Regions from separate parts of the Mus musculus genome. Here all the other regions are linked to region 4. A link is a contact called in public Hi-C, HiChIP or PLAC-seq and promoter capture Hi-C data. All regions are on one chromosome and are shown on one strand. The core of a region is the stretch at or near the end of the contact, and the rest is flanking DNA. Distances in the headings are between cores, read along the strand shown. Region 1 holds the start of Tppp3 (tubulin polymerization-promoting protein family member 3). Region 2 holds the start of Zdhhc1 (zinc finger, DHHC domain containing 1). Region 3 holds the start of Smpd3 (sphingomyelin phosphodiesterase 3, neutral). Region 4 holds the start of Slc12a4 (solute carrier family 12, member 4).

The links. Promoter capture Hi-C pulls out the DNA fragments that hold promoters and counts their contacts. A called contact is a pair of places that touch in the nucleus more often than the background predicts. HiChIP or PLAC-seq counts read pairs in DNA pulled down with a chosen protein or histone mark.
Region 1: a promoter capture Hi-C map of fetal liver shows a contact between it and region 4, with 2.9 times the contacts expected there. The contact joins the promoter of Tppp3 here to the promoter of Slc12a4 in region 4. A contact is called at or near these places in 3 of 39 promoter capture datasets (embryonic stem cells, fetal liver and pre-B cells).
Region 2: a contact with region 4 is called in an H3K4me3 HiChIP or PLAC-seq map of embryonic stem cells, with 4 times the contacts expected there. The contact joins the promoter of Zdhhc1 here to the promoter of Slc12a4 in region 4. A contact is called at or near these places in 2 of 39 promoter capture datasets (liver and pre-B cells), 2 of 115 datasets of contacts at active chromatin or transcription factors (embryonic stem cells and large pre-B cells) and 1 of 9 other capture datasets (liver).
Region 3: a contact with region 4 is called in a Hi-C map of B cells, with 7 read pairs. The contact joins the promoter of Smpd3 here to the promoter of Slc12a4 in region 4.

Annotation. Positions count from the first base shown.
Region 1 is chr8:105,467,692-105,475,026 of GRCm38.p6, forward strand. It overlaps Tppp3 (tubulin polymerization-promoting protein family member 3), which reads right to left and starts at 3,731. Exons shown (of 4, transcript NM_026481.3): 1 at 3,589-3,731; 2 at 749-942; 3 at 465-618; 4 at 1-333. The coding sequence starts at 936. The coding sequence ends at 145. It overlaps Zdhhc1 (zinc finger, DHHC domain containing 1), which reads right to left. Exons shown (of 14, transcript NM_175160.5): 11 at 5,793-5,875; 12 at 5,515-5,608; 13 at 5,300-5,378; 14 at 4,732-5,190. The coding sequence ends at 4,910.
Region 2 is chr8:105,495,267-105,502,609 of GRCm38.p6, forward strand. It overlaps Zdhhc1 (zinc finger, DHHC domain containing 1), which reads right to left and starts at 1,796. Exons shown (of 14, transcript NM_175160.5): 1 at 1,544-1,796.
Region 3 is chr8:106,335,962-106,342,584 of GRCm38.p6, forward strand. Smpd3 (sphingomyelin phosphodiesterase 3, neutral) reads right to left here and starts at 2,004. Exons shown (of 9, transcript NM_021491.4): 1 at 1,851-2,004.
Region 4 is chr8:105,964,291-105,971,779 of GRCm38.p6, forward strand. It overlaps Slc12a4 (solute carrier family 12, member 4), which reads right to left and starts at 1,825. Exons shown (of 24, transcript NM_009195.3): 1 at 1,635-1,825. The coding sequence starts at 1,749.

The DNA of each region.
Region 1 (7,335 bases), core at 2,481-4,980, 490 kb before region 4:
CTGATGGGATGGCCCTGGGACTGGGCAGGAAGCTCTTGGTGGCAGATCCAGCAGGGAGGGAGCCAGGCTTTCTTGCTCCATGTGACCCTGGACCCCAGGCCTGGGCCTCCAGTGGGACAGCCTCCCTGGGGGCTTTGGCAGGTGTCACTTCTTCACCTTGGCGTCATAGGTGCCTGCGTTTTTGTAGGCACTCACGTAGCCACTGTCGTCCAGGATGTCCTGCCGTCCAGCGATGCCCTTTCCCTTGCCGCTCTCATCAAAGCGTTCTTTGTGGGAGCCCGTATACTTACTGGTGTCCGTCAGCCGGTCCACAGCACCACCCGTTTTAGCTTTCTGTTTGGATAGAGTTCCCACAGAGTCCTGTGAGAGGGAACCTGGCCCATCCCACCCACCCCCATTTCTGCTGAGATCCACCCCTCCCCCACCCCCACCCATCTCCGTGGCAGGGCTGGCAGGGCACTTACGGTGACGCCAATGTTGGCCGGTTCCTTGCCCGCTATCAGCTGGCAGATGGCATCAAAGGCCTCCTCCTTGGACTTCCCCTTGAACCGCTTAGTTGCCAGCTCTTCCAGGGCCTTCTTGAACTCCTCATAGTTGATTACTCTAGCAGATTTCGCCCTGCCAGACACCGTGTGCACCGTAAGGATCCCCCCTTTTTGACATCCTCCCTGATTCCAGCCCCCTAACGACCACCCCCACACCCCCCACTTTCTGAAAGCATGAGAAACAGGGGTTGCCTGGTGCTCACTTGACTTTGGAGAAGACGATGTCGACGTCGGTGCCCGTTACGGCCTTTCCGTCGGCCACCTTACAGTCCTTGCACAGCTTGGCCCAGTTCTTGCCATTCATCTCTTGCCCGCTGGCCTTGGGGTCGCCATGGATGGCAAACTTCCGGAAGCTCTCCTCCAGCCCAGCTATGTCCGTGCTCGCTGCCATGCCACCCTGCGAGGATCCGCCACAGTCACCTCCCGGCCAAGTTATTCCCACCTCCTCTAGACCCAGAATGCCCCTACTGCCTTCTCAATACCTGTGAGGTGCTGGGCAGTGGTGGCGCACGCCTTTAATCCCAGCACTGGGGAGGCAGAGGCAGGCAACTTTCTGAGTTCGAGGCCAGCCTGGTCTACAAAGTAAGTTCCGGGACAGCCAGGGCTATACAGAGAAACCCTGTCTCGAAAAACAAAACAAAACAAACAAAAAAAAAAAACCTGTGAGGTATGAGTTGGCAGCACATCAGTCCCTCAGTCAGGACTGGGATGCCTAAGGGTTAGCACCTTGTGTCTGTCTATGCCCAGAGCTGAGGAAGAGCTATGGGCAGAAAGGTGCTGTCGCTCGGTGCCAGCCCTGGATGTCAAGAGGGCTCAGAAGATGAAGTCATGATGCCCACACGGCCCTGGGAACAGAAGGGCACTGTCCTGAAAGACTGTGATGATAGCAGCTAGGGCCATGGCTTTGTCTGTCCCTGGCACAAAGCCTGGTTGGGTGGAAGTGGGGGTGGTGGCAGAAAAGCCTCCCTGAAAACTCCTGTCAATCTGGGTCAACGCCAGACAAGGGTGGTGTATGGGCAGGTATGTAGTGAGGGCAGTGTCTCTGTAAAGGTCATGGAGACCTAGGGAGGCCCAGCCTCGGCCTGACAATGGAGCAAGAGCAAGGGCAGCAGTGCCTGCCCTAGGCAGGGGCGCAGCTGGCCCAGCCCTGGCCTTGTTACTATTTGCTGTTAAACAAAAACAGGAGGGGAGCAGGAACTTGGGTCTGGCCTGGCCACAGTTTGTGGAGCCTGGAGACAGTTGCTAAGGGAGGGTGGTGCTGCTTGGAGACAGTTGCTAAGGGTAGGATGGTGTCAGGGCGGCTTGAGGGAGAAGCTCCCAGTGCTGCTGGGCTGGGCTGGGCTGGGCTGGGGATCAGGGGCCCAAGGGTGGGGCATACCAGCACTCCCTAAGCCTAGGGCACAACCGTGGCTTCCTGGCCCCTTGCCACTGATTGAAGCTGTAGCTTCCAGTCTGTGGAGCTTAAGAGTGGGAAACGAAGAAACCTGGGTAGAGACTTGGACAGTAGCCCCTAAATTCTTCCATGGGGCCATGATCTTGGTGCCTCAATCCTTCACTGAGGCACAATCCCGTTGTCTACACTTCAGCCCTCCACTAAGGTCTTCTTTTCACTGAGCGTGACCACGCCTGTCCACGTTCCCATAGCTCAGATGCACTGAGCCCTGGCCCTCCACACCCTCTGCCTCGTACCCACTAACCATACCCACAGCCTTGCACCGAGGCTTCCTCCACCCACACCCAAAGCCTTGAATTTGACCCTTTTTCCTTTTCCATCCCCACACAGACATTAAGACCCCTGCAATGAAACTCCTCCCCAGCATGCCCACAGCCCTGCAGTCAAGTGCATGTCCTACTACAGACCCCTGACCACACCCTCCTCAGAGCTCCATTGCAGATCTCTGACCACACCCTCAGCCCCACCCTGAAAGTCCCTCTCCAAATCAAACCCTGTGTACACTGCATCCATTTTGCATCCTTTTAACTCACATCCTGAAGACCCCAACCACAGTCACTAGCTGGACTCTGCACCCTTACAAAGGCCCCCTGGCCATACCCTTGGAGCATTCCCGTTCATCCATATAGCTACAGCTTCTGACACAGCCCTGCCTTGAAATCTCCCAGTCTATGCAGTAACACTTCCATACTTCCATGCAAAGCATTGAACACCCACCACCACACACGCGCAGAGTTCCCTGACCACACCCTCAGCACTCTCTCTTTACTCATATGCTAAAGCTATTGACACAGACCTGACCTAAAGCCCCTCAGAGTCTAACCAGCACTGGCATCGCCAGGCATCATGTTAAGACATACCACCATCACCACACCCACTGCAGCCTCCTGTTCTCAGCCACCATCTTTACCTTGCCTCTTAGGGGAAAAAAAAAAAAGTGTCCAATGACCACAACCTGGCCCCCGAACAACTTCCTCTTCTTCCATTACTAGTTGGTCCACACTGAAAGGCCTTTTCTGGTGACCACACCTACTCATCCATAAGTTGCAATTTTTAAGACTCAGAAACCCAGAGATTGCACTCTGCAGGGACCTCTGTGGGTCTGTAAATGGGGTCCGCCACACCCTTTGCCTCTCCCAAAGATGTCAACCCGCCCGGGGACCCAAAGCCCTGTACTTGAACACCACAGGTAAATGTGTCCAGGGGAGTTTGGGGTGCTACATGATGCTCTTCTCAAGGAAATGGGAGGATCCTGAGGCTACTGCTCACTCCTGTCTATGGGAAGATGAATTTGGGGGCTGTTGATGTGGAACAGAATCACAGCAGCTGCTCTGGGGTCCTCAGACCCTGGGCACAGTGTTCATGCCTCTGAACTGAATCCGCTCGTCAGCTCCTGCTGGGACAGCTGCAGTCATCAATCAGCCTGGCAAGAAGGTGGGGGCAGGAGTGTGTGTGGAACCCTTGGGGCCAGGGCCGGGGTGTTCAGCTGATAGGCTCAGCTCAGTACCATCTGAGGTTGGTTCAGGCTGCTCCCACCCACCCCTCCTTTTGGGGGATACGAATTAGGGTGGTCGATGTTCAGTCTCCTACCGGCTTCTACCGCTTGGCTGCTCCTGAGCGTGCCTTCGGACAGGACCCAGGAACTGATGCTGGAGACCAGGAGGCTCCACAGCTCCGCTCCCTGCCGGCTCCCGGGCGGGACTGCAGCCCGGGCGGCTCCGTAGTATTATCCCCTGTTTCTCGGTCACCATAGAGACAGTGAGTCCCACCCCCTAGGCTGTCTCGGCGGGAGAGTGACCAAGGTCACGCTAGCTCCTCCCACCAGACCCCGCCCTATGTGCTCTGTGGGCGCTGGGCCCGCAGAATTGCAGCGACAGCCTTATCCTGCTCCTCCCCTTCAACCGCGGTCCTCAAGCGGTCAGAGCTGCCCTCTGCAGTCCTGGATGTCCTAAGATAGGAACTCCCATGGCCAATGGGAAAACAGCCCCCCCCCAAATTCCATTGTCCCCAACCCTCAAGGGACTGCTGAAAGAATCCACCTGAGATTGTCTAGGAGCTGAACTGAAGAAGGGGATCCCGCCCCTCATTGACAAGGATCTACAGCTGGCTCCAAGACCACAGCTGCCGCTAACCCTGTGGCATTCACTCATTCCTAGGTTCTCAGCAGGCCACATTCTGAAGCACTAGAAGACTGAGACAATCAGTGGATCACGCATTCTTACCCACCCCACCCCCCCAAATGCTGGGTACTTTTGTGGCAGCAATTCCTAAATTTCGGAGAATGGCTGCCTCCTCCCATTCTCGTCTCCCCGCCTCACAGCTTCTTGTTCCAATGCGCCTCCCTAGCCTGCTTCCTCTTCAGTTTCCAACTGCAAATACTAAATAAAAAACTAAATAAAAATACTAAATATTAATTGATTAATTAATTAATTAATAAACCTTGCTGGGTGGGTGTGGTAGCACAAGCCTGCAATCTGGGGATTCGGGAGACTGAAGCAGTAGATTCAAATTTTCGAGGCTACCCTGGGAAATGGGAGAAGGGACAGAGGAGAGTGGTAGTTCTTGAACAAGACCCCATGTTTTTGATTCCCAACACTTAAAAGAAAAACCCTGTCCAGAGACCTTTCCTAACCCGCCCCTCTTTCTCTGCCCCAAGCTAGCAATGGTGGTCCTGCTTCTGTGAGATCCATGGATTTTTCCACTATGAAAATAAGCATTAAGTCCGCAAAAGCATTAAAAAAAAAAAAAAGTTTATTGGGGCATCAGGGCTGGTGGAGCGGATATTGCTGAGTCTTGGGTAAGGAAGGCCGATCCTGTCGACCTTGAGGTCCCTAAAGTGCACTCGTTACGCGAATGTGGGGTGTTGCATAGAGTCAAGGCCCTCCTGCCTCTAGTCCTTAGCCTTAGTGGGCTAAGGCAGGCCGTCGCCGCCTCCAGGTGTTCCGGGCTCGCCACTGCTCGGGCTCACAAAAACAGCAGGCGAACGTGCCTGTAGAGCCAGCCCAGACTCTCGACCCCTGGCTCCTGGGGCACCCAGTGCGGCACTGCCCAGGCGCGTCTGGGCCACTGGAATCTCTTCCATGGACTCAGCTGATGCCGAGTAGTAGGCGCCTGCAGAGCCACCAGCATGCACTGGGCTGGCACTGGTGGAATCAGATGAAGAGCTGGAGCGGCGGCTAGGAGTCCCAGTCTCTGCGCACAGAGGGGGACTTAGATTGAGATAAGGGCTGCAGCTAGGGCTTTAAAACCTTTCCCTCCCACGAACTAATCCAATAGGATCCAAGCAGAGAGCGGCGCTCACCCCGTAACCTGGGCAGTGGGAGCTCTCGGTCCAAGACCCCAGACCTGGGCAATCTATACACTCGCCGCTTCCTCTTTTTCTGTAAAGACAGAGGGAAGTGTGGGCTGCTTCTCCAGACCCCACTTTGCCGAAAGCAGCAGAGGCGCTCATCAGAGTGCAGGCTTCTTTTCCATGTCCCTCTTCTTGGGCAGAGGTCCAAACCCAGTCCCTCCTACCTGGGGTTGGATCCGTGGAGGCAGAGCCAGTGTGTCTGAGGAGGAGGGTAGTGGTGGTTCCACTTGGCCTTGGGTGGCAAGAAACTGGGAAGGACTGAGGTAAAAGCCAGAGAGCAAACTCTAGATGCTGCCCCGGAGTCCCTCCTGCTAGAGGTTCCCTTCCTAGCAGGACAGAGACTAATCCATCCAAGACTGTGCTGAGCTGGTCCCAGACCCATGTTTTGACCCTGGCCTACCCTTTCTCCCACCTCCGATGGGAACAGCCAGGTGACACTTACTTGGCATTTAATGCTGCTGTCCTAGCCTGGCCAGAGGGCTCTGGACGCACATGGCTGAAGGTCCTCATGTAGAACTCCATCTCCTTGGGAGAGAGGGGTCAGGAAGGCTAAGAGACTATGTGTAGATCCAGAGGCTCTTCAGCCCCGAGCACACCTTGTTACTGCCCTCTCTGATAGCTGAGTGGTCTCATGTCCCAGAGGTTAGGGGTGGCTTCCTGGTTCTCAGATGTGCTGGGAGAGCCCTTCCAAGGCAAGGCTTCACACACGCATTTCTAAATCCTACCTCATCACAAGGACTTGCTTTATCTAGTCAAGCTGCAGCTATTCTACCAGGGGGAAGCTGCAGGCCCTTACGCCCAGTATGCCTAGACTGTAGCTTAACCAAGAGGTTCACAGGGACGAGACAACCGTGTTGCCCTCACCTGCCCGACTCCTCTTAGGGCTCCAGCCACTGAACTAACTTGTTCAGGGGCCAGGAAACCACAAAGCTATTCACAGGCCAGCTTGTGCGCTCCAGGCTGTGAACACCCCCCCTTGTGGAGGGGGGTCTGCAGCATATTGCGTGCACCTCAGTGTACCAGCCATAGTTTTTTGGCTGCTGGGAAGGAGAATCTGAGTACAGTCATTGTTATGTGTATTCCCCAAAAGGAAAGAGTACAGGTGACGGAACAGTGCTGCAGCCCAGAACCGTGAAGGAGTGATGACAGCAGAAGGAACCCCAAGCAAAAGGGCTGGGAGTGGCTAGGCTGGCAGTGCATGCCAGATGTCCCCAGATTTGCTAGAGAGAACTGTAGGTGAAGAAATAAAAGACCGGGAAAAGCCACCTCGGGAAAGGGAGTGGGGCAGAGGGCAAAGGGTGGAGCCAGTGAGCTGGAGGGAGCACCCAGACAGCTGTCGCCTGCTAGGCAGTCGTTTCCATGGTGACAGAGGCGTCCTGACTAAGGCAGAGACGACACTGTAACAGAAAGCCGTCTCTAAAACAAGCCTATGTTTTGGGGGCAACGGCTCTAGAGAGGGGCCCCTCCCAAATTCCTTCTGGGTGGGGGTTGGGAGGCTGCCTGCCCGGTCCCTGAGAGTTTTAGGGACTAGGACAAGGCCCAGCCAACCACTGGCTGACTGCACAGGTGCAAATACTGAGGTCCCGGATGAAACCCAGGCTCAAATTCTGCCCAGGATGACCCTTTGGGGTTGGCTACGGGAATAGCTGCCCAAGCAGGACAGCACAGGGATCAGAGGCAAGTCCCAGTCCTGGGACCTACGGTCACTTTGCTCATGTCTCCCCTCCTTTAGTAGGAATGCAGCAAAGACAGGCTACCTCGGATTCCTTCGACTCCAGGATAGGCTAGAAGCCAAGCCCTAAGCCGCTAAAAGAAAGTGAAGCTATCACAGGAAGGTGCCTGCTTAGACTTCCTCCTCTCCTCAGAGCTGAGCCTTGCCCTTCCTTAGAAACCTTCAAACATTGCCACATTACTGAGTGGTGTTTTGGAGGCTCTTAGCCTTAACTCTCTCTTCTGTAAAAGGGAGCAAGCACCTGGCTCCTACA
Region 2 (7,343 bases), core at 546-3,045, 470 kb before region 4:
GATACATATCACATCACTTCCAGAAAATAAGCTAGAGCTTAAAGCTGTTCTCAAAGGCCTCTCTGGTCTTTGGTCTCAGATAATGCGGCTGGGCCTTTACTCTCTCTCTCTCATAAACAATATGCTGAAGTCAGTTGCTATGGCAAGAGAAACTTGAAATGGTTCCTGAGTTGACATGCTGCGCAAACATTTCCATATTGTTCTCCTCCGCAGCAGCCACCACAAACACTGGGATACAAGTCCAGGAAGAGTAACAGAGGGCAGCAGGGACCAGAAACCAAATCAAGGGAAGGAGGCAAGGGTTGCTGACTTCTAACCAGGAAATCAACTGGTGATTGTAGGAGCCAGCCTCGGGGAACACCCACCAAGAAAAGTCATTAAGAACAAAGGGTGACAGAACAAAGTAAGAAAAACAATAGGGGGAGAAAAATCTAGGCTAATTAAACACCACAGCTGCTTTTATTACATCTCCTGGTGATTATCTGTATACAGCTGGTCTCCCACAACCAAAACATCAGCTCCACAAAAGGAGTGACCACCCTCATCTAACCTAGCTCGCCCTTGGTAAAGGAAGTGAAGCCACCCACTTCTTACCAGCTCTGCTACCCTAAGATCACTGAGCCCTTATGCTGTTTCCATAATAACAGCCGTTGCTGCCACTTAGAAGGCACTTATTCTACGCCAGGCGCTGCTTGAAGCGCTTACACAGAAATTCACTTAATTCAATACTCTGAGGTAGCCCTATGATTTCAAACTGTTCCCACAGATCTCTAGTCCTTGGTCTCATATGTGGCCTCCCCCATCCACCCCACCTCCACGATCCCCTGTTACTTTGTCTCATGACACGTGACACGAGAACATGACAACAACACTCCGTATGCACAGATGAGGACCGGGAGAGATTTGTGGGTTCCAGGAGGCTCGGCTACACTCGCTGCACTATGGTAATCTTCAAATGATTTCTGCTCAGCAGACAGAGAGGATAAAGCCCTTTTGAAAATTTGAAACTCATTAAACGCTTCAGGGACTCCCTTCACGTTCTGGGATAAAAGTTGAAAACCCTCACTTTAGGAACTACCCTAGCATTTCCGTCCCATACTATACTAATGCTCTGCTACCTGGACTTTTTTGTTCGCTTTTCCCTCTTTCAGAAACACCCTTCCCCTAGTCGCAATTCCGGCTCCTTCCCAGCCTCCGTGTTTAAGCATCACCTTTAGGGCCCACCCGAACCCTTAATGAGACCTGAAATTACTCTAGTCACGTGTCTGGCGCCTGTTTCCCCAACCCATCACTTAATTCTCTGTGGGTTGCGAAGGCTGAAGGCTCGGAGGCCCGACGCATGGCACATTGCCTGGCGATCGGTGGGCGCTCAGTGCGGATCTATGGCCCTGATTAATGATAAAAGGAAGTCCCGCGCTCCACTGGGTCGGCGAAACCCAGCAGCAGGCCGAGACAGGCCCAGAGTCCCGCCAGGCACCGGCGCAGCGCGGGCCGGTGGCTCAGGCCAAGCTCGGAGGTGAGAAACGCTGCAGCCGCTCCTCACCTGCGCGTGGTGGCAGCCGCGCCAGATGCGGCCTGCCAAGGTCAGCCAGCGGCTCGGCCCCGCCCTGCCCGTCCACCCTCCCCAGGGCGGCCGCACTTCAGACCGTCCGGGCAAAGTCGGTCCCCCGGACACGGAGGAGACGCGTCCCGGAGCGCGGCTCCATCCCGGACGGAGGTTGGGCCTCAGAGTCCTTCCGCCTTAGCAAGGACCCGCTGGCAGTGCAGCCGTGCCAGGCCAAGGCAGGCTGGGCCTTGCCCGGCGCGGGGCCCGTTCCCCTGGCAACAGCGCGAACTACGGCGCCCCACAGCGGCCAAACCGCGCTGCGTCACTTCGCAGGAGCATCGTGGCTCTGGGCGGAGTTTGCCAAGTGCCCCCTGACTCTAAAGCATGCCCACTCTCATTTTCCCCCATAACCTTTCACAGGGAAAATACACTCTCTTCCACCTCCCATCTACAATTTGTCTTCCAAGAATCCTACTCTCCTCAAAACGTGTCATGTATCTAGTTTCTCCTCTAAATCACTCTTGGGAAGACCCCAACTAATCTAGGGTTTTTGCTCATTTTCTTTTATTTTAAATTGTGTGTGAGTGTGTGTACATGTGCGCGCACGTGTGCATGTGTGTATTAGAAACAGGGTCACATGCTGGCCTCAAATTTGCGATTCTCCCACCTTTGCCTCCCAAATTTGCTGGAATTCTAGTAAAGATATGGCTGCTGCACTCTCAAAGTATGTGTTAAGTGCCAGGCACATCATGAGGAGCACTCAGGGATTCCTGCCCTTGAAGGAAATAACAGGTTGAAGGAGACAGACCTAAACAAATGCCTTACCCAACTGAAAATGTGAGCAACTACAATGTAAGGTGTGAAGTATAAGAATTTAGTATTGATAACACAAAATGTCTAATTTTTTTCTTCAAATGTTTTGTTTTTTGTTTTGGGGGGTTTTATTGTTTTTGTTTAGGGGTGTGATGGGGATTGAGACAGAGTAGTAGCCCTGGCTGACCTGAAACTCACTATGTAAACCAGGCTGGCCTCAAACTCACAGATCTGCCTGCCTCAGGCTCCAGAGTGTTAGAATTGAAGCATGTGCCACCACATGCTTTTTTTAAGAAAAGATTTATTTGAGGGGAGCTGAAGAGATGGATCATAGGTTAAGAGTAATGGCTGTTCCTCCAGAGGTCCTGAGTTCAATTCCCAGCAACTGCATAGGGGGTGGGGTGGGGTGTTCATAACCATTTATAATGGGATGTGATTCCCTCTCCTAGTGATATATATATATCACTCATATATATAAAATAAATAAACAAACCTTTAGAAAAAGATTTATTTGTGGGTCAGGGGGAGTCAGAGAGATGGCTCAGCAGTTAAGAGCACTAAGCACTCTTCCAAAGGACCCAGGTTCAAACCCTAGCACATGTATGACAGCTCACAACTGTCTGTAACTCCAAGATCTGACACTCTCACACAGACACACATGCAGGCAAAACACCAATGCACATTTTTTTTTTAAAGATTTATTTATTTATTATATGTAAGTACACTGTAGCTGTCTTCAGACACTCCAGAAGAGGGAGTCAGATCTTGTTACAGATGGTTGTGAGCCACCATGTGGTTGCTGGGATTTGAACTCCTGACCTTCGGAAGAGCAGTCGGGTGCTCTTACCCACTGAGCCATCTCACCAGCCCACCAATGCACATTTTAAAAAATTAAAATAAAAAGACTTGTTTGGGGGCCAGGAATGACAGCTCATGCCTTTGATCCCAGCACTCTGGAGGCAGAAGCAAGAGGATCTCTGTGAGTTTAAGTCCAACCTGGTCTATATAGTGAGTTTCAAGCCACTCAGGGCTATGTAGTTAGATTCTGTCTGGAAAAAGACAATTATTATTATTACTATTTATTATATGTGTTTGTGTCTGTACTCCATGGAGCCAAAGATGTCAGGGCCTGTTGGAGCTGGAATTACAGGTGATTGTGCTGGGTGCTGGGAGCCAAACACAAGTCCTCTACAAAAGAAATACAGGCTGCTGACCACTGAGCCATTGCTCCAGCCCCAAAAGATCTAAATTCTTTATTGCCCTTAAATCAAGCATAATTCCTTTTAGAAGCTCCCATCTTCAAATTCAATATAGGTCTCCTCCACTAGACTCTCTCGTCCCAGATTACTCCAAAGGACTTAGAAACACACACACACACACACACACACACACACACACACACACACACACACCACACTCTCCTGTCAGGATTCCTCTCTGCTACTGCCCCAGGCTACAGAGATTTTCTAGTTAGAACTCTGGGGGCCCCTTCTGGAACTTCTAGGGGACAGAACCTCTCTCTCTCTCTCTCTCCCCTTAGCCTGGCAGCACTCATATTACTCCTAGCACTGGAAGGCAGAGGCAGGGAGATCTCTGTGAGGTTGAAGCCAGCCTGGTCTACATAGTGAGACCCAGGACAGTTTTGAAAGCTCTAAAATGGTAAGTTCCTGGGGTAGCTACCCCACACTGGGCAGATAGGAACAGAAAGTGTATCTATCACTACAAATATGTAAGTCACATGTGTGAAGTAAATGTGACATAATTCTGCTCTGTCACATGCCAATCTGGGTCCTTATGCAAGTTAACCTCTCTATAATTTAAATTCTTGCTTTTAGGACTGACTGATAAAGCTCAAATTTGAAGATAATATCAAGGTTATTCTGGCTTCAGAAACACATATGACTCCTCAGTTGTTATCTGGAAACAGAGAACCCAGAGTCAGATAGAGAAATGAAGATGGAGGAAGGGTTAATTAATGTCCCCAGCAAGGAAAGAGACTCAGAGTCATAGCCTTCTACACCCCAGAGTCTCCTACCTCCAGGATACATCTCCTGCATGTCTAAAGAGCATCCTGCATGCAACAGATCCCTATATTCCTTCTTAGATTTTTTTTTTTTTACCGAAAACCCTGGTCCTCCTGGAGAGCACTACTCCAACTGAGCCTTTTGGGAAGAAGCACTATCAAGCTCCTTAGCAGCCCATCTCAGAGGCATCTTCACAAACACATTAGTTACTTACTTCCTGTGTCCGCGCTAAAATACCACGACAAGGCGGATTATAGAAGCATGTGTTTGGGCTTATGGTTGCAGAGGCATGAGTCCGCCAGGGCAAGGCAGCCATGGTGGCCAGCGGCAGTCTGTGTAGCAGGGGCAGGAAAACCGAGAGAGGGGAGCAGGAAGCAGAGAAAGCAAACTGAAAGTACAGTGACACCGTACTCTCTCCAGTCCGTTCCCAGTGGCAAACTTCCTTCTGCAAGGCTGCAGCTCCTAACCGCCCCCAAACAGCGCCATCAGCGGGGGACCAAGTGTGCCTAAGCATGTGAGAGACATTTCTCACTCAAACCACTACCTTCCACTCTCTGGCCCCACAGGCCATTAGCCTTATGATAATGCATTTAATCAAACTTCAAAAGTCTTCATAGCCTTTCTTTCATAGTTCTCAACACAGCATAAAGTTCAGGTCTCTTCTGAGACTCAGGCAATGTTTTTGGTTATTTGTTGTTGTTGTTGTTGTATTTTGTTGTTTTGGTTTTGAGACTATGTCTCCCTGGCTGGCCTGAAACTCATTACTTAGACTAGACTGGCTTCAAATTTACAGAGATCCACCTGCCTCTGCCTCCCAAGTGCTGGGATTAAAGGCATGCGCCCCCACGCCTGGCTTTCAAGACAATCTCTTAATTGTAACCCTCTGTAAAATAAAAACACAAATTACATTCTCCAACATATACCAGCACAGAATATATATTATCACTTCAAAGGGGAGGAATGGCCACACAGAGAAGAAATACTAAACCAAAGCAAGATTGGAACTCAGCAGTGGAAACAGCAAACCCTGTAGCTCAATATCTGGTATCAGAGAGCTTAGCTAGCTCTGCCCTGCAAGCTCTGCAGCTTACGAGACACATCTCTCTGGGACTGGTTCCTCTACCTGTCTGCAGCTTTCCTAGGCAGATGTCTTACAGCTCCACTGTATCCCAGACTTCACTTTTACAGCCTCGTGCAATGGCCTGTCAAGTCCTTCCTCCCTCTCTCGGGGCTTTTATGCAAGAACTCCCTCTGCCACACACTGCCTGGCCTCAGTAGCTCTCTGGAACTGCAAAGAGAGAGTTGTGTGTGATCCTTCACTCTTGTATCTGTCAAGCCTCAAAAGCCAGAATGGTTATGCAGCGCATGCTTGAACACATTAGCAGCAATCTTACTTGACAGCTTAGTTCTAGGAACAGAAACATACATGTTGTAGATTTTACTTGTCGGGTAATAGTTTTGTGCACAGTGTATTCAGATGGTGATTACTGTGCCCAGAGATCAGGTTTCGGTCTAGATGTTGTCACTGTCGTGATTATTGGAGCATCATCTGTCTCAGTGAGGTGTAAAAATTGTTTTTCATCTACTCTGGTTAATAAAGAGCTGAATCAGCCAATAGCTGGGCAGGAGAAGAGATAGGGCAGGAATTCCAAACCCATCAGTGGATCCCAAGGAGAGAGAAAAAGAAAAGAGGAAGGACCGGAGGATTTGCCATGAGGTCACGATGAGAGAGCAGCCATGAGGACACACATGGACCAGAGCAGGTCAGAGTAAGACTCAGATGGCAAGTAACAGGGCACGTGTCCAGGCCAGCATAGCTGGGTTAGAATAGATCAGAACCTGCCCAGCTTAGTGCTTCCAGCTTATTAATAAATATAAGGTCTCTGTCATTTACTTGGGAACAAGGTGGGGGGCGGTGTAGAAAAAAAACAAAACAAAACAAAACAGGATTACATTTATATTTGGTGCCCAACGTGAGGCACAAACCCACAACCCTGAGATTAAGAGTCTTATGCTCGGGCTGAAGAGATGGCTCAGCAGTTAAGAGCACCGACTTCTCTTCCAAAGGTGGTGAGTTCAAATCCCAGCAACCACATGATGGCTCACAGCCATTCGTAAAATCTGATGCCCTCTTCTGGGGTGTCTAAAAACAGCTACAATGTACTTACATATAATAAATCATAACCGAGCTAGTGAAAAAGAAACAACCCCCCAATTTCATTTACATTTGGTCCCATATTGAGTGCCATATATATAAGTACTTAGATGAGGGGGCGGGGCCTCATCCCCCTCGCTCCCAAAAATGGGTGCTTCTACACCCATTCTAGCCTGTTTTAGCTTCCAAGTAAATGACACAAAAACCTAATAAATTCATCAAAAGGCTTCAAGCTCTATAACTAATCCTCTAAAGCTACCTACTTCCAAGCCACACGGTCCTGTGATCTAAGTCTTGTCCTGGCTCACTCTGCTCCATGTGTGTCCTCATGGTGACTCCTCCTGGTTCTTCCACATGATCTACCCATATCATACAACTTTTCTTCCTCCCCCTCCCCACTTTTGGGGCCCCCCTGACTAGGAACAGAAGTTCTGCCTTCTCTCCTCTTCCCAGCTATTGACTGAATCAGCTCTTTATTAATCAATCAGAGGTGATGGAAACCAATTTTTACACAATGCTGAGACTGGAGATGCTTGACAATAGCAACCCCTGACTGCAGCCAGATCTCTGGGCACCGACATCAGCATCTGAATACACAGTGCACAAAATCATCCCCCAGCACTTGCTTGGCAGAGGTCTTGCTCTCCCCTTTGTTTTAGTGCAGACCAGGCCTCTCCTTAATGCTGCCAATCTCCTAAACAATTACAGTTTCTCTTCTCAGCAAACACTGTTGGCTGTGACATTAAGCTTACTGGGGCTGTTTGTCTCTCCAAACTGTACATTTCTTATTTCTTTCTGCCCTCCT
Region 3 (6,623 bases), core at 754-3,253, 370 kb after region 4:
AAGATTTCAGGGTCAGATTTGGGTGCCCAAAGGGCTAAAGAGGGTGTCACATTCTTGTGAAGTTTCACTGACTGGAATATAGCCAGTCCTTCAGGTTGGACCCGAGGCAGTTTAAAGCTGCCTTCATCCTGAAGTTGAACCTTAGGTCAGCAACTGTGACTTGAGAGTTAAAAGGATAACTGTCTTGCTACCTTCTACATCTAAGCTTGGTTCCTCTTCCTCCTCCTTCTTCCCACCCCTCCCCCAGCCATATGCATAGCCTCACCACAGCAAGGCACACGCGTGAATACTGGAGCATGGACAGACACATTCATCCAGTCACATTTTCACTCACGCTCTGCCCCACACACCACTATCAATAAAAATCACATCTAGCCACAAAACCAAATTTGTCCTAATATAGCTGATAGGGCATGAGGTTGAATGGGTTTAGTCAGCATGCTTCTTCAGATCCCCTCAACTGCAAGGTAGAGTCCCTGGTCATCCCTGTCCTCGTGGTCACAAGTCCTGCCTCTAGTAACCATCAATCCCATCGCATTCTTGGGGCAGGACTGGCAGTGGGGTTGGAAGGTGGGGACAGAGAAGAGTGTATGGCACAGGACCCAGCACAGCACAGCCACCTCCTCCCTCGGGATTTTCCATCCCGGCTCGCGCGGGCCCGCGAGGAGCGAGCGCGCTTTGTCTCTCTCGCTCTCTCTTCTCCTAGCACGTTTCCGTGGAAGCTACCCGTGCCGCGCCCGAAGCCCCCCTTCCTCAGCCGCGCCCCTCGCGCAGTCCAGCCCTGCACGCCTGCCAGTGCCGCCACCGCCGCTTTGTCCTCCCGTGGATGCCTGGGCAGAGCGCGAAAGCCGGGCACCTGAGAGCAACCCCTGCTCGCAGGGTACCAGATCTCGGCGTCCAGATCTGGAGCGCGCTCGGCATGCAGCGGAGCATCCCTCCAGGATCCGCGAACGCGGAGGAGCTGCGGGTTGCTGGAGAGGGAGACCACTGGGTCCTTTCCCTCAGGTGCCCATCTAGACTCTTAGCCGTGGTGCTGGAGCTCTAATTCCCGGGGTGTGGCGGAGCAAGAGAGATGATCTCCACTCTCTACTGCCTGGGACCTGGATCTAGGTGGAGAGGGCCTGGGAAATAAGATCCAGGTAGGGAGGGGTACCTCAGACTCTCACTTCTACCCACCTCCCACACCCAGGCTATTCAGACCTTAGGTGCGGCTCCATCACAGAAGACCCAAGCATCCATCAGTGCTTGGAGCAGGGTGGGGAGGAGTCCTGCAGCCCTTCACTTTCTCCATTCCCAAAAACAAATATCCCACAAAGAACCCAACTGTGAGCAAGTCATAAGGGGAGAGCCTGGATGTAAAGGAGGGCAAAGGGAAGGGTCTCCCTAACAACTCGAAACCTAGGAGAGTCTAAGAGGAGGGGAGGTGTCTCATCAGTCACATCCCAATCCCTGTTTGCAGCCTGTTTGCAGCCTCGAGCTGGGGTGTTGTAAGGAAGGGTCCCTCTATCTCCAAACCTCTCATCCCAGAACAGTCCCTCCATCCTCAACAACCCAAGCAGCCTTGACTTTAGGCGCAGGAAAAGGGAGACTCCAAGCCTTTTTCACGCTCTCCTACGAGAGACCAGAGAGGGTCTTCCAGCCCTTCATCCCTTACACTCAAGAAGCTCTTTCACCATACGACAAAACCCAGCCGAGGTTGCTCCGACCTCAGGCCCTGGGCCACGAAGAGGCCCGCAGTCAGTCCCTCCAGCTCCACGGACAGATGGTGTTAAGTGCGGCGAGGACACGTCCCATCAACTCCCCAGGCCCCCCTCTCCTCAATAAAACAAAAGCAAGTCCTTAGCACCCACCTCAGGTGGCGCACAGGAGGGCGCTCGGTGCGGGGCAGCGCACGCGGCGCCTCCCAGCTCCTCGCGACCGGGGCTTCCTAGAGACGGCTCTCGCGGCGGCGATGGTTACAGCGACCGCGGCTCTGGCATCCGGAGCCTCCCTCGGACTCAGCACCTGGAGCGGCGAACAGCTCCGCGCCTCATTCCGCTGACCCCGCCTCCCGCGAGCTGCTCTGGCCAATGGAGACGCAGGATCCGCCCAGGAGGTTGCCTATTGGGAGGTTCCGGTCCCTCCGTTGGGACCTCGCCCCCAGAGACCGCCCAAGTGTTTGCTCTGCCTGCTGGAACATGTAGTCTCTTAGGGCTGTGGAGTGGGCTCGTGCCGCGGGCTTGTAAACAAATGGACTACATTTCCCAGAGTGCATTGAGGAGCCCTAGGCGCGGAGGAGGGTGGGAGGACTGTTTCCATAGCAAACTCAGCCCCTTGGGGAATGGGGGATGGGGAAGTGGGGCAGGCCTTGGGACCCTTGCAAGACCACATGTGATCTGTGGTTAGCGTCTTGGAAGACGGATTCGGTTATCTTTTTCTCTCTGTTTCTACTTGAGGACCCTGGGCCTCAGTTTCCCTGTCTAGGAAGAAAGGTAACGAGACGGCCTCGCTGCAACACTCGGTGGAGCCAATCGAGAGCGAGACGCTTTGGTTCCTCCCCACCAGAGATAAAGGATACTGGAGGAGACCTTCACACCTCAATCTGAACTTTTATATTTTTTCCTTAATTCTGACACTGAAGGTTTGTTTGTTTTTTTTGTTTTGTTTTGTTTTTTTGTTTTTTTTTTTTTGTTTTTTTTCTTCTGGCCACATTCCTTGCGCCACTAGGACCTTTCCTTCTTGTCCCCACATTTTTGCAGTCTCTCCTTCAGTACTTTCTGGTAGAGTGAGCTGCTTCTGCCTAAAACCTTTCACAGGCTTCCTCGGGCCTCTGGGATCAAATCCACTTTTCACAGCAAAGCTGGAAAGTCCCTTGAGAATTGGACTCCACTCTCGTTTGCATCGTTCTGAACTTTGGAAACTGGCAAGCCTTGAGTACTGATTTTTCTCTCTTCCTCTGATCCCCTCCATCATGCCGTCCTCCAACTCCTCAACATCCTTTAAGCCCCAGTTTAAATGTTGCCTTGATGTGTGACGACTTCCTTGATGTTCTGCCGAGTGTTGCACATCTTCTGTGTCTGTCAGCCTCTACTTCCCCTATTTGATTTGCATGTTTACACACCCAGCTTCCTCATGAAACTAAACTTATAAAGCAGAGGCAAGTCCTGTATTATTCATATTTATAGTTCCGTGTCTACAACCTCTGACATACAGGAGGCACTCAACAAATGCTGAGATTTACCTATAGTTATTGAAAATGAACAGCGGTTTATCTGATTTCAGCATACACCTTCAAAAAATGTTTATTTTCTAAGGTGTTTCCCACTCCTAAAGATGTTCACTAGAAGGATGCTACTGGTTGAAAAAAAAAAGTTTAAATGCCATTCATACTTTTAGGATTGGTTGGGATTTTGTCTGAATGTCCCAGGGTCTTTCTACTACTGTGGTTCTAGAGAAATATATTTGTGCCTGCTATTCCTGTCAATTCCCCCACTAAATGTCACCAGTTCCTCTATTTTAGCTGTTGGCCCTACTTTCTATGTCTAAATGCCTGCCTCCCACTCCCTTTCTGGGAAGATCTTCTCTCACCTGTCAGTCATGAAATAAGATGCTGGCTGGCCTTTAAACCTTCTGCTCAGCATCATAGGACTCCACAGTGATTTCCTGCCTTGCTAGGTAGCATTTTTTCCTCCTGAATCCCCAGGAAAGATTCTGATACTGACTAGATGTCTCATTAATTCCATCCATAGTTTGTTTGTCATCGTCCTAGAAGTTTAGGGTGTATGAAAACACAACCATTCTGGAAAGAATGCCTTCATGTGCATAGTTGATTCACACTGGGAAAGGAAGTAACTGGAAAGACTACTATTCCAAACAGAGCCTGAAAGAAAGGAAGCCTGCTATCCCGGTACAGAACAAAGGCTAGGGCAGAGGATGAATAAAATGTTAGTTCTTCCCTAACAGGACCTCGAGTAAGCCTCGCAGAGGGGCTTTGATCTTGGCTAAATCATGGAGGAAGGCCACTGGGGCTGACTTAATAGACACAGCCTCATTACTAAGGATGAGTTACTCATTACTGCCAGGAGCACAGGGAAATGGGATGTGTTGAAGCTCAGTATCCAAGTCTGTGGATACAGTGAGAGCAAAGGCTGTTGGGAGAACAGAACTATGCCATACAGTGGACATCCACAGAAGCCTAGCGAAGAAACCCACCAAAAGCCGGAGGTGAAGCCCTTGGAGGTCAGTTGAGCCCTTTGAAAGTATCGCTAGGGCAGGAAATTAGATTGACAGAGCACCTACCTACCTGTACACGGCCTTTTGTCTGACTCCGAGTATTGCCCCTCCCACAAAAGTTATGCTAATTTTCAGGAAATGGTACCAAACAGGAAAAAAGTTAAGGTTCCTGGATTCTCCCAGAACCCCCGTGGGTACTTAAATAAAATCTGCTAGAGTCGAGAAGCCAGGTCCTAATCCTGATTTTTATCTCTGATTAGATGTGTGACCCTGGGCTGGACCTGTTTCTTCAGCTATAAAATGCTGTTTACTGGTGTTAGGAAGAAGCTAATAAGGGTACAGGTGGGGAAATTCAAACCCATTTGCTGGCTTACAGAAACTGCCTTCTGGGGTTTATAGTTTGCTTATTTGAAAGAGTTGCAAGGGATAGATAAAGCTGCCTTGTGTGAAGCATTTCACACACATTAGGACTCAGCAAACGCTTTTCTACTTTTAGATTTTTGGGTTTTTTTGTCTTGTCATCAGATATCCGTTCGACTGAGGAAACAGGGGATGATGATACCCAGGGCAATTAGGGTTTGACTCTCTCCCCTCTCTTCGTACTTGCATGACTCGCTCAGGTTATTTAAGCTTTAATCTCTTGCATCCCAGTGTTCTCATCCGAGAAATGGAGGTGATGATACCTCAGAGCTGAGAGGATGACCTGGATGAGTTATAGTGCCCGACACATGAAAAAATGGTCAGTAGATTTAGTTTCTCATTTTAGGGGCAATTTTAGAATTCCCAATGGAATGGAATTCCGGGTGCCTAGCAGCTAGCGTTGTAGAAGATTCCAGAAGAATGTCATGCTAGTTTCCTCCTGCTTACAGAGGAAAACAGAGGGGGCTAGAGGGATGGCTCAGTAGTTAAGAACACTTGTTGCTCTTGCAGAGGACCTGGTATTACAGTACCAACCTGGTATCTCAAAACCATCCAGGCAGTAATTCCAGGCAGCCTAACATCCTCTTCTGGCCTCCCTGGGCACCAGGCAAGCATGTGGTACACAATTATACTTGCAGGCAAAATATTCCTACACATAACTAAATAAATATGAATAATTTTTGTAAGTCTTTAAAAATAAAAAGGCAACAGGCAATGGTGGCACATGACTTTAGTCCTAGTACTTAGGAGGCAGAGGCCGATGGATCTCTCTGTTTGAGGCCAGCCTGGTCTATAGAGCTAGTTTGAGGACAGCCAAGGCTATACAAAACCTTTCCAGAAAACCTAGAGGAATAAATAAAAATAAGGGATAGTGGTGGAGAGATGGTTCAACCATTAAGAACTTTAGCTGTTCTTCTAGAGAACCAGGGTTCAATTCTAAGCCCATGGCAGCTTACAACTCTCTGTAACTCCAGTTCCAGGGGATCTGACATCCTCATACAGACAGACATGCAGGCAAAACACCAAACAATGCTCATAAAATAAAGTCATTCAAAATGAATTAAAAAATAAAACCAAGCTGGGCAGTGGTGGTGAAGGCCTTTAATCCCAGCACTTGGGAGGCAGAGGCAGGTTGATTTCTGAGTTCGAGGCCAGCCTGATCTACAGAGTGAGTTCCAGGACAACCAGGGCTATACAGAGAAACCCTGTCTCAAAAAACCAATAAATAAATAAAACCAAGGAGGTAAATTTGAGTTGCATGTGGTATGTCCAGGTGAGCTCTTCAGGAGGTGGTCTGTAACTTATGAGATCTAGTGAGATAGAATAATAAATTATCGACTTATTAGAGGTCAGGTCATCATTCAAGTTATGGAAATGAACTGAATTCTTCACTAGAGGAGGCCAAAGAGAAGGCCCAAATTCCTTGTGGGTTATCTACAACTAAAAAACAAGCTGAGGAAGGAGATTCCAAATGGAAAGGTGAGAACAGAAAGATTTGGAGAAAATCAGAAAATGCTGTGGCCACAGAAGCCAAAGCTGGGAGTGGGGTGATGCCACACAGGATTAGCAAAGCCAAGCTCTGAACTGTCCCTATCCCCAGTGTAGCAACAGGGTCACTGGTGGCCTCGGAAAGAGTAACTTGATATGAGCTCAGTCTCTGGGAACCACATGGTAGGAGACAGTACATCCTAGCAAGCCGGAAGAAAAACACTTTCCTAGCACATGGGAGGGGAGGAGAGGGGAACTGGAGGTAGCCCTGTGTAGTAGGTAGCTTGGCCATTGTTTCTGCTTCAATACTGGAGTCTAGGAGCCCCATGGGAGGAGGATGAGAAGAATGGAAAATCTGAAGTGAAGAAAATACTAAAGGTAGCTGCTGTGGAAAAGATAAGAGAACCTAAAAGATCTCCAGAGGCTTCCAGGCAGAAAGAGTTTGGAGATCACAGGCATGTGGGAATGTCTGAAAACAGGACCTTTCTCCAAACTTCCACTAG
Region 4 (7,489 bases), core at 575-3,074:
TGTGTGTGTGTTGTGGGGGGGATCCTAACAGAGCTAGGCCTAAGATAGTTCTGTGCTCTCTGATTCTTTGCTATATCTACAAAGAAGAAGCAAAATCACTCACCCGGATGCAGGGTGTCCCCCATGCCACAGACACACCACAATCTGGCCGAAAAGTAAATAGGAAGAGAAGAAGGGGGTGGGGTTGGGAGGAGCTGGCCTAGCCTGGAGGGATCTGGCAGGGCACAGCCAACAGCCAGCATAGCTCCAGGTTACTCCTATCAACCTGTGAGGGACCAAGGCGGAGCCAAAGAAAAGGCTCAGTACTGCCCATTGGTCCAGGCTAATCTCCAGGATGCAGTTCAGTACATCATCTAGGGACAGACATCCTTCCAGTCCCAGGGAAGGAGGGATATGGTTCCGACACCTTGGACCAGGCAAGGGGCAGCAGGGGATGTGGGATCTAGGGTTACTTACACACAGCTGTGAAACCTGACAAATCTCCGTGACATCTGCAGTCCATGCCCCTGGCCTGTATGTCCACATGGCAGGCAGGTCATTCAGTCACCGTTCACATGAAGCACAGACTACCCCTCAAGCATGTCACCATCACAGACCTATCAGATAGCCTCCGATACCATCACCAGACACAACACACATTTCCTACACCTTTCTATCACGGTCAGCCTCAGACATCACAGGCATTTGTTATCATAGCACCAGGCTCATCACTGGCAGCCTTCCTGGAAACAGTAGCCATAAGGACGTCCTGACCTGACCCTGTGATACTCAGCGACACACGTGCATTTACACATGCCTGGACAGCTATACAGACAGACACATATAACCAGGACCGTTCCCATTCCAAGTGTGAGGAGCCTCCGTGGGTGGAAGATGGAGAGATGGGGCACTGGAAGGGAGAAAGGGTTTACCTCTATAACCAGCCCTGATACCTAGGTTAAGGCACTACATTCTCATATCCGGGTTTGAATCCCACTGGAACAAGTTACATAACTCTTCCCCACCGCCCTTCACTCCTTCCTAAGTGCGAGTAACAGAACCTGTCCCATGGGGGAGGTTGGGAGGATTAAAGCGAGTTGCTTCATGTACAGTGCCTAGACAAGCCTGGCCCCGTGTGACTGCTCCCTAGGTGTCCATGATACGCACAGATCTACGTAGACCAAGGCCAACACAGGCTCTTCAGCGAGCACACCCTTTGCTCCTACCGGGCCAGTGTGCAAGGAGGCAGGGGTAGGGAAAGGACAAGAGAGGGGCGGTGAGTCATAGAGGAAGAGAGGGTGACACTCAAGAGGATGGGGGCGATTCACAGAAAGTGAGGAAGCTACAATCCAGGCTTCCATTGGACCCAGACCCGTGGCGCGTTCGGCGCCAGCCTAAGCAAGGCAGCCCGTTACCCGGCCTCCCAAGGCGGCCACGTCTGCAGCCCCCGCCCGCGGCCCTCGGGGGAGGAGCTGGGAGTGGGTGGAGGACGACCTAGCCCGGGAGTCCCGGACCAAAAAGACTCATCGGTCTGAGCGCGCAAGGAGCAAGAAAAGTGGAGTCCTGCATGGACGTCTGCGCGCGCGGTCCGAAGGCGCGAGTCCCGTGTAGATGCCCCCCGTCCCGGCCACAGCCCCCGCCGGGCGCACCCTCACCGTCCGAGTCTTCCCGCTCGGCGCGCTCGCCGTAGTCCACCCAACTGAGCCCCTCGAGGTTGTCATAGTCGCCGCGTCGCGGCCCGTCCACCGGCACCACGGTGAAGTGAGGCATCGCGCGCGCTTGGCCCGCGGTCCCGGCCTCCAGCCGGCAGTCCCCGCCGCCCCAGGCTGGCCCGCCCCGCCCGCTCGCATTCCACCCCGCTGCGCTCACTTCCTCCACCCGCCCCCCGGGCCGCCCCTCGGGGGCGGGGAGCAGGAGGGGCTCGGGTCGGCTCCTCCCCGAGGGGGGATGAGAGGACCCCGGGAACGAAGTACTCTAGCTGCTGGAGGGTAGGGTTCCTGTGTGTCTTTGGGTAAGGGGTTGCCCTCTCTGAGCCCCAAATGCGATACTTAATAAAGTGAGGGAAAGTATTTTAACTTTTAGGGGTATTATGATGGTGAGACGGGGCGCAGGGTGCACTGGCTCTGTTCCCTGAATCTAATTAGCTCTCAGTCACTTTTTGTTATTTAGCGGGAAAGCTAGCAGGACCTGGTCAATGTCACAGTGACCACCCCAAACCTCCTCAAGTCTTTCATCACCCTCACATACATACTCTTCCATAGCGGGAAAGCTAGCAGGACCTGGTCAATGTCACAGTGACCACCCCAAACCTCCTCAAGTCTTTCATCACCCTCACATACATACTCTTCCATTACCATCATTTCTCTCTAACGCTTCTCCAGGACTTTGGTAGCCTACGGTCTCTCCCTCAGTTCTGCTCGCTGCAGCCTCTCCCTTAGCAGGTGGTTGAAGATCGTATGCCCTTCCTAGAGGAGTCCGCTCCCTCCTCGCTAGAGGTTACACCGGCCCATCCCTCATCGACACTTTGGGATAGCCCAGTTATCTCATTTGAACTTGCTCCTTCATAACCTCACCTCCTGGAGGTTCCTGCACCCGAGTCCTTTCCTTTCTTGGTGCTAACTTCTTTCACACTCAGATAACTTACCTAGTCGCCTTGACTTGAGAATTTTTATCTTTCTGAGTTGTTCTTTTGGCCTCTTCCCCCACCCCACCCCGCTTCCTTCCTATCAGAAAGCTCCAGGGCTCATCTTTCTGCTCTATCTCCATTCTTTCTCCCTTTCTGGTGTAGCCTTTAGAATTTGGGCTGACTCTAGAATCCGCGCCCTCTGCTGCCACCCGCCAGCCCCAACTGCCTGGGTGGGCCGCTCGGCTAGGACCTCCCTGAAGCAGCTCAACAACTAACCCTTCCCAGTCAGCTCTTCCGGGCTGCAATCGGCCTCCCTCTCTTTCTGGCACCTTTAACTGCTTTCCAGCTGTGCGCGCGTGCTCTCGGCTCTGCATCTCCTATCCTGCACTCTCTGTATAGAAGGCTCACTGGTTACAAGCTTTTGTTGTTCTTGCCCCAGACCCAAGTTCAGTCCCCAGCACCCACATCAGGTAGCTTATGACTGCATATGTCTCTAGCTCCAGGGGATCTGATGCCCTCCAGCTCCCTCAGACTGTACCAGGGTTCACACACACACACACACACACACACACATTTAAATTTACCTTTAAAATTGAAAAATAAACTGAGCAAGAAGAAATATAATACAAGCTATGAGTAATAAATATTCCAAAAAAAGATACAAGGTATAACTAATAGCATTACCCCAGTCAGTCCAAAAATCAAAACCAAAGAAGCAAACAAACAAAAAAACAGGTGGGTGTCTACTGAGGAACAACACTTGAAGATCTTTGGACACACACACACACACACACACACAGAGGCCCCATCTTTTCTTCTCTTTCTTTTCTTTCTTTTTTTTAAGTTATTTTCTTTCTTTCTTTCTTTCTTTCTTTCTTTCTTTCTTTCTTTCTTCCTTCCTTCCTTCCTTCCTTCCCTTCCCTTCTTCTTCTTCTTCTTCTTCTTCTTCTTCTTCTTCTTCTTCTTCTTCTTCTTCTTCTTCTTCTTCTCCTCTCCTTCTCCTTCTCCTTCTCCTTCTCCTTCTCCTTCTCCTTCTTCTTCTTCTTTTTTGCTTTCCCCCCCCCCCCCAGAGAGTCTCACTATGTAGCCCTAGCTGGCTTTGATCTCTATGTAGACCAGGTTGCCCTCACAGGCAGTCCCTAGGTGCTAGAATAAAAGATGTGTGCCGCAATGCCTGGATGTTTTCTTGTTAATTATCGGTTTCCATGTGTGTCTGGGTGTGAGTATGTGTGTGTGCAGGTGCCCTGGAAGATCAAAGGTGTCAACTCCCCTGGAGCTGCAGTTACAGGTAGTTGTGAGTTATCTGATGTGCATCGGGAGCTGAACTCTGGTGCTCTGCAAGCGTTTGCAAGGGCTCCCAAGTGTCCAGCCATTTCTCTGGCACTAGAGAGACAGAGGCAGGCCAGGTCTATATATAGTAAGTTCCAGGGCAGCCAGACAGGGGGAAAAGAGAGATACTGAGGATTGGCAACAGAAACTCTAACATCTGACTCTTTAAAATCTCAGAAAATGAAATTCAAATAAAGGAAAAGTTTGGGCATCGTGGGCTACCCTGCACCCCTGGAACTCAACAGAGATGTGAGGCTGAGTTGGAGGACAGCCTGAGCTATGTATAATCCCTGTCTCAAAAGAACAAAAAACAGAGGCTCACTCAAGATGTAGCTCAGTTGGTAGAGTGCTTTTCTAGTGCATATTACAAAAAATGGGATATAATAAGAGTACATGCCTATAATCTCTGTGTAGCCTTGGCTGCCCTGGAACTCACTCTGTTGACCAGGCTGCCCATTTTGCCTAAATGCTGGCAAATTTTAACTTCAGTAGGATTTTTTTTTTTTTTTTTTAATAAATGTTCTCTGAAGAAATGGCTCAGAGGTTAAGAGACCTATCTGGGGTTCCGGAGGTCCTGAGTTTAATTCCCAGCAACCACAAGGTGGATCACAACTATCAGTAATGAGATCTTATGCCCTTTCTGCCCTGCAGGAAACATGCAGGCAGAACACTGTATCCATAATAAATAGATTAAATATATGTTCTCGAGCCGGGCGTGGTGGCGCACGCCTTTAATCCCAGCACTTGGGAGGCAGAGACAGGCGGATTTCTGAGTTCGAGGCCAGCCTGGTCTACAAAGTGAGTTCCAGGACAGCCAAGACTATACAGAGAAATCCTGTTTTTTTGTTTTTTGTTTTTTGTTTAAAAAAGAAAGAAAGGAAACCAGCATTCATCCTCTCTGTTTCCGGCCTGCAGAAGCATTGTGCCCAGATGCCTCAAGCTCCGACTTCAGGGACTTTCTCACCATGATGGACTGGACCCTGGAACTGTGACCCAAAGTAAACTCCTCTTTCCTGGAACTGTTTCTGTCCCAGATTTAATCACAGCACAGAATAAATCAACAAATACATCTTGCAAACGTGAGAATCTGAGTTTAACCCCAAGAATCCTATATTAAAAAAAAAATTTAAAAAAGCTTGGAGGCTTGAGAAATGGCTCTGTGGTTAAGAGTACTTTTTTTAAAAGGATTTATTTATTTCATATATGTGAGTACACTGTCATTGTCTTCAAACACACCAGAAGAGGGCATTACAGATGGTTGTGGTTGCTGGGAATTGAACTCAGGACCTCTGAAACAGTAGTCAGTACTCTTATCCACTGAGCCATCTCTCTAGCCCAAGAGTACTTATTCTTGCAAAGGACCTGGCTTGTGTTCCCAGAACCACATGGTGGCTCACAACTGTCTGTCTGTAACTCCAGTTCCAGGGGATGGATACCCTCTTTTGGCCTCTGTGGACTCGGGTACACATGTGGTGCACATAACCTCAGTATGTAAAGACAGACATGCACATAAAAAAAAAAAAAGCCTGGACACTTGTAATATCAGAGATAAGGAGTCATAGAGAGAGAACCGTGGGGCTTACTGGTCAACCTGTCTCAATGATTTTTTTCTTTGTGCTGTGATTAAATCCTTATAGGTGTAGCTGTAGGTGGCAAAAGATGGTGTGGCAGGGAGTCCAGATGTTTAAATAGGAATAGAAGAGGGTCACTGTCACCTCAGGTACTTTTCACTAAATTTATTTCTTTCTCTTTTTCTTTTTTCCTTCTTTTTTAAAGATTTATTTATTATATATATATATATATATATATATATATATATATATATATATGAGTACACAGTTGTTCTCTTCAGACACACCATAAAAGGGCATCAGATCCCATTACAGATGGTTGTGAGCCACCATGTGGTTGCTGGGAATTGAACTCAGGACCTCTGAAAGAGCACTCATTGCTCGGAACGGCTGAGCCATCTCTCCGGTCCCCCTTTCTGGATTTTTTAATTGCATGGGTGGCCAGGGCCCTTCTTGGTGGCCTTGGCTGCTAGTTCTTGAGTTGCTTCTGTTGCCCTATCATTTTTGCTCGAAAGCTTTGTCTTCCTCATCCATCTCTGAGTAGCCTGCTTCTTGGGCTGTTTCAGGGGTCCCTTTTACCACCTTCGTGGCCTGACATGTCACCTGTGGCCCCTTCACCAGACCCTGATCCATGTTTTTTTTTGTTTGTTTTGTTTTGTTTTTGAGACTAGGTCTCTCCTTGAATCTGAAGCTCTCTGATTCAGCTAGACATTTTACTCACTGAGCCATCTCCCCAGCTTTGAATTGGCCTTTTACATAGTTTTGTTGTATATAGAGTTCATCTCAATAAAGAATTTGCTAAAGCCATAGGGAAAACCTGAAAATGTATGTAAGCACACCAAGAAGTCTGGGATCTTCAGGGGGTAGGGGACCCACTGCAACCCCTCCTTCTCCACACAGTGACAAAAGATGAAACGGGCCAGCAGGCCAAGCACACTTGCTCCTTCTGTGGCAAGACCAACCATGGCAAATGGCACAGTGGCTGGCGGGGCCTACAGGACCACTTCCTCTGTCACATACAAGTCAGTGGACCGCAAACAGAAGGAATCAAAAGACCAGCAGCATCCGACTGTTTGAGACATCCCTGGCCTGCAATAAGTGGGTTAATTTATGTTAACAAAAGCATAGACATAAAAGGGGTTTGGTTCTGTTTTTTTTTTTTTTTTTTTTTAAGATTTATTTATTATTATATGTAAGTACACTGTAGCTGTCTTCAGACACACCAGAAGAGGGAGTCAGATTTTGTTAAGGATGGTTGCGAGCCACCATGTGGTTGCTGGGATTTGAACTCTGGACCTTCAGAAGAGCAGTCGGGTGCTCTTACCCACTGAGCCATCTCACCAGCCCTGGTTCTGTTTTTTGCTTCATTTGTTTGAGACAAGGTGTTTCTGTGTACATTGGAACTCCTTCTGTGTGGATCAGGCTGACCTTGAACTCACAGAGATCTGCCTGCCTCTGCCTCCAGAGTGCTGGGGAGGCAGAGTGCTGCCTAAATGCCACCACCCAGTCTGATATAAAAGGTTTTTAACGTATTGGATCCTAGGCATCTTCATTATGAGGGCTTGTTAGTTTAGGAATAGAAGTTTATTAAGAAAGGAAAGGTTCTCTGCCAAAGAAGGAAGCTCCAAGGTCTGGTGTGATGGAGAATGGCCGCCATAGGCTCATCTATTTGAATGCTAAGTCACCAGGGAGTAGAACTATTTTTCAAAGAATGAGGTGTGCCACTGGAGGTGGGCTTTGGGATGTAAAAGCTCCTATCAGGCGCAGTCTCACTCTCTCTGCCTGCTGCCTGCAGATCAGGATGTAAAGCCCTCAACTATCGTTCCAGCACCGTGCCTGTCTGCTTCCCACCATCCATGGACTAACTAACACTCTAAAACAGTAAGCAAGGACCCAGTTAAACGCTTTCTCTTGTAAAAGTTGCCTTGGTCGCAGTGTCTCTTCACAGCAGTAGAATAGTAACTAAACGACTGAGTTTGGTTTG